Linked DNA regions of Solanum lycopersicum: region 1 is linked to region 2. The links are chromatin contacts, called in public HiChIP or PLAC-seq maps. All regions are on one chromosome and are shown on one strand. The core of a region is the stretch at or near the end of the contact, and the rest is flanking DNA. Distances in the headings are between cores, read along the strand shown. Region 1 holds the start of LOC101247995 (metacaspase-1). Region 2 has its middle 30 kb from the start of LOC101247798.

Region 1 (2,700 bases), core at 143-2,642, 44 kb after region 2:
AATGTAAGATTGAGTAATTTTCAATAATTTTAAGGCAATTTTCAACTACATAAGGGTTTTTATTGTTTAAAAATAAATTGAAAAGATATTCTTTAAGGAAAAAAAGTTTGATATACTTTTATTTTGTTATTTAAAATTGATATACTTCTCGTTATAAAAGTAACTCATATATATATATATATATATATATATATAAATATAACAAAAATAACTTTTAGCGATATTAAATATTGACATTAATAAGGAATGATAAAGTCTTTACCGGTATTAGTTAAGTGTCAATAGAACCAATGTAGCTAAAGGCTTTAGGGACATATACAAAGAGTGACAATTGCCGTTAAAAATACATATTTGATCATTTTTATTATAATGCATAGTATTATACAAATGGTTCATATATATCCTTCGTAAGTGAAAAAATAATCATAAATTATTTTTTATTAAAATCATATTCATGTAGGGGTATGTGTAGTCCTCCTCAATTTTTATTTCTTTTATCTATTTTTATTAATACACTAATTTGAATTTATTAGTTTGATAATCAAATTTATTATAGGTATCACAATGTTTATTTTATAGATAGGAAAATTAAATTTAAGTATAGTTGCCAAAAATATTTTAATTTTTCAACTATTAATTTTCAATTTTTTCCATTTACATTTCCTTCACTCCTTTTCTCTCTCTTATTTTTACACTAAAGAATTAAAAAAAAAATTCAAATAATAATAATCGAAAAAGTTAAAAAATGATTTATGTGTGAAAAGATCAAGTACATGATATTTTTAATAAAGATATATAAATTACTTTTGTAATGAGGGATATATCAAGTTATTTTTTTCTTTTTTTGGAAAAAAAATAAATATATCCCGAACTATCGTAAATGATGTGCAGATACCCTTTGTCACACTTTAGGGACATTGGTGCCTCTGCGTTAAAGAACTAGAGTATATATACCCTTGATACTAATGAAAATATACATATCATAAACTATTCACCCACTCGACATCGAATTGATAGATAAGATTGCGCCACGTGCGGGGGCGGACCCACATGGTGTCCGCCGGGTACTCGAGCACCCATTAACTTTGTTACTATGTGTGTGCGCGCGCGTGTGCGTGTGTGTGTAGATTTTGATAGATATTTGTATAAAATTAACATAGAGCGTACTTAAAACTCTTTTAGTATTGTTGTACCAAGGTTCAAATCTCATTGTTAACACATATTTTTTACAGAGCACCCACAACCTTAAAATCCTAGATCCGCCACTGGCCATGTGTTTTTATTTTGTCTTCCGTTAGAGTGAAAGGCATCCGCCACTGGCCATGTGTTCCTATTTTGTCTTCCGTTAAAGTGAAGGGCATATTTATTACGGAAGATATCTACGTATCTTTTAGGATATTTATTTTTTTAATACAAACAACAAACGAGGTTAAAGTTAAGTTACTTCAAATAATCAAATTATCAGCTAATTATGGTAGCCATCAGAGTAGAGAGTAGCAGTCTGAAAGAAAGTCAACACGGAGCCTTCGTCTCCTCATCCGTTCTCCTTCTTACCAACTCCCACTTCTTTTTTTCATTTCATTTCTTTTTTCTCTATAAATAAATAAATACACTCTTTTAATTTAATCCACCAATTCCATTATTAATTCATAAAAGCATCACCATTTTCAATTTATCAAATTAATTGAAACAAGAAGAAGAAAGAAAAAACATGATGATGCTTGTCAATTGTTCCAAGTGTCACACCCCCTTACAACTCCCACCAGGTGCAAAGTCCATTCGCTGCGCCATCTGCAGAGCCATCACACTAATTGCTGATCCTCACGCTGCTCCGCCAACACCCCCTTCCGCTTACAATAACCACTACTATCCCCCTTCTTCTCCTTCTCCTGCTCTTGCTCCATCTACTTATAGTTCCGGTCAAAATTCATCGTCACGAAAGAGGGCGGTCATCGTAGGTATTTCGTATACGAATACGAGGAATGAACTGAAGGGATGTATTAATGATGCTAAATGTATGAAATTTTTGCTCACCAATCGATTCAACTTTCCTCAAGACTCTATTCTCATGCTTACTGGTATTAAATCTTTTCAATCAATTTTAACTCGTTTCATCCTGATTTTGATTTACAATTCTGACGTAGTTTTCTATTGATTATGCCTACTGTGTCCCTTTTTTAACAAAGAGATTAAATTGCATTTGATAACTTTGTGAACTCCAGCTATTAGAGGGATTCAAAAAATTGTCTAACAAAGAGTTTTATGTAGGGATGGTAAAATCTTTAACCCAACTTGTCTAATCCGTTCAATCCGGTAAAGTTTGGATTGGTTATTGATTGGTACATTCGTTAGCTCAACTCATTTTTACCCATAAAAAAGATTTGGTTGATTTGTACCTGAATTGGCTTAGGACAAATCTTGTCAAAATATTTTTGAAAATCTCTTATTTGCAATTTTTATTATAGTGATAATAAAGAAAGAGAATAATTTTATTAGATACTAAAATAGTTTAAAAGAACATATAAAACAATTAAGCTTAGTAAAAATTGAGTTGAGTTGGATTTTGACCTGATATATAACCCGTTATCTCACTCAATTTGACCAAGAAAATTGGGATTGGATTATATTTTAACCCGATTATTGTCTTTAACTCATTATGATTCGTCCAAATTTAATCCAACCCGCCGAATTGCCACCCCT
Region 2 (2,700 bases), core at 39-2,538:
ATATATTGTTCTTGTATCAGTCTTAAATACTAAAATTTTGTATTAACTCTATTTTGAAATTACAATAATATTTTGTAATAATGTTAAGGCAATTATCATTTAAGGAGAGAAATTCCTAGTAGGAATGTTCATCTAAAAAAACATTATTATCCAAATTGAATCATATATTATTACAAGGTAGCAGAGTTTAATTACAATGTTTATTTATCGTTTTATCCCTACAATATTACTTAAATATTTATTTATTAAAAATAATCGGTTTCTCTTTGTTGTTCCTCATTCAAATACATCAGGTAAATATTTTTTTTCTCCTCTTTATTTATCAAGAACCGCTCTATGTCCATATGTATGTCTTTATCTAGCTAATTTCATTTGCTTTTCTTAATCATGTCTGATTTTGATATTATTATTTCCTTGATGTTACTTGTCACAATGTTATCTTAATTATATTGTTGCAAATTGCCTATTGTTGCTTGGTGTATAACTATTATTCATCGTTGAAGTGAAAGCCCAAGTACGTTCCCTTGGGCTTTGTTTCTCCTGTTTTCTGTTTATTCCTTGGGAAGTTTGGAATTTGTAGTCAGCTATTTGAACTTTTGTTCTTGTTTTTTTTAAAATTGTTCAATTTTGCTTATTTTGTTATTGTTTGATCATTATATAAAAACATATTGATTTATTTCAACGGATTTTATCTGATAAATTACTTATTCGTTAGGTGGAAATATTTTACGACCTATTATTTTCTTTTTCCAGAACACATTAATAATCATCCTCTAACGTTTTATTATAACATAGCAAAGTTTTATGTTAAATTGGCTTCAGTGGCATTTTGCCTCCTTGTAGCTTGGGTTGGTTATTCTTCCATCTCTCAGCCATTGTACTTGCATAATAAAATATGCATTTGGATTGTCTTTCCTATGCTTTGTGGATTATTATGTGAATGGTTCGGGTTTTACCCAATTCTTTATTAATGGATAGTAATAAAATAATATTATTTCGTTGAGAGTGAACACACACGTGGGATTTGAGATTAACATTGTTGTCAAAATGGTATATTTATATCAGTTGAAAATAGTTTCGTGAAGGTAATAGGACTCTTACAAACTTCAAATGTCTACTTGAAAAAATAGATATAAATTTAATGGGGCAATTATGTATTTTCTCCTTCTTCTACATCATATCACACGCGTTCATGACAATACTACTTTACAAATATCTCTTGATAGAGAATAAAACAAATTTATGGCTCACACGTGCAACACATGTGCCAATGACTAGTAGAAAAATAAGCAAACAGGGCAAAGAAGAATTTAAAATGCAGCAAGACAAGTCTTCACCTACCCTATTGTCATCCAGATTTAAGAAAATTATAATATGGGTGGATCTAGGGGTGGGAGGGTGTTCACCTGAATCCCCTTGATAAAATATTACCCAATATATATGGTAATTAATTTATTTTTACACACATGTAGATTTTTACTCCCCTAAATAAATAGAGTAGAGTTAGGTTCGACGGTTAAGGGGGTTTGAAATTCACCTAGAGATTTCAATTATAAATTTTAGGCACTATATTTATTGTTCTCAAATCTCAATAAGGAAAATTTTAAATTAACCAATGACTTACACAAAGAAAAATGGGATTATTATGTCGATTCAATGGAACTTATCTTCTTTACTATCTCCAAAGTTCGTAAAAGTCTAACACATATGACAAAAATATTTTCCTCTAACTTTCAATGTATTTCTCTTTCTTTAAAATTTCATCATTTATCAATCTACAATTGTAACTATTCCAAATGTTTAGATGTAGATCTCAATCAATGAAAAAACAAAAATGATTTTCGGATTTTATAATTTCTAGCAAACTAAGAGATAATTATAATTTAATTTCAAAGCAACATTAAAAATTATTTTTACAAAATTATTTCGCCTCCTAATCAAATATAAGCTGTCATAAAACACGGAACGTGTTAATACCATATTTAGGGTGCAGTTGTTTGAGCAATCTAGCAGATTGAGGAAGTTGTGATTGACAACTCCCATAAGCATCCCCCATTTTTCTTCTCGCTACACTTTAAAGAACAGTTCACAATAAAAAAAGAAAAAGAAAAAAAAAGTATACGAGTGAAGTATGTAACATAGAGAGGAAATGTATTCAAGTAGAAACCTTGAAGAAGATCCTAACAATTGTACTCATAGACTTGTAACAATAAAATTTGACGGAGAAACTTAGGCGTTATTATTCTATGTTTGGTGTGCATCATGTGTACATTTGTATGATAATACACCCGATAGTTATTTGACACGTAACTCAAATAAACATTCCAAATATTATTTTTTTTGTGAGAACACTATATTTTAACTTTTATTTGAAGTTAGATGGAATTATATCAATTGTTAAATAAATAGTTATTTAGAAACTAGATATGAAAAGTATTAAAAGTTGTGATTCGTATCATCTTAAATGCTTAAAATAATACTGATCAAAATTTATAGTATTTGAATCATGAAAAGAAACATGTATCACTTGAATTTGGATAAATTGATTTTATAATATTTTGGATCAAGAAGAAAATATTTATAGTACTAGTTCTCAAACACATTCAATGCACGTGTATTTCACGCTAAGTAAATAATTGTAAAATTCAGAAAAAAATTTATATAAATAAGAATAAATAGGTATTTAAGGGCATAATTGTC

The links. HiChIP or PLAC-seq counts read pairs in DNA pulled down with a chosen protein or histone mark.
Region 1: a contact with region 2 is called in an RNA polymerase II HiChIP or PLAC-seq map of leaf, with 4 times the contacts expected there. The contact joins the promoter of LOC101247995 here to the enhancer-like site in region 2. A contact is called at or near these places in 3 of 8 Hi-C or Micro-C datasets (leaf and leaf mesophyll) and 1 of 1 datasets of contacts at active chromatin or transcription factors (leaf).

The regions. Positions count from the first base shown.
Region 1 is chr3:52,826,207-52,828,906 of SLM_r2.1, forward strand. It overlaps LOC101247995 (metacaspase-1), which reads left to right and starts at 1,393. Exons shown (of 5, transcript XM_004235157.5): 1 at 1,393-2,078. The coding sequence starts at 1,712.
Region 2 is chr3:52,781,988-52,784,687 of SLM_r2.1, forward strand. No RefSeq gene overlaps it. Among protein-coding and RNA genes, the nearest start is that of LOC101247798, 30 kb to the left of the region's middle. Within about 2 kb of position 1,289, at least 2 of the 2 cell types and tissues checked have open chromatin away from gene starts, as enhancers often do. A contact at or near this core is called in leaf, where this site is marked.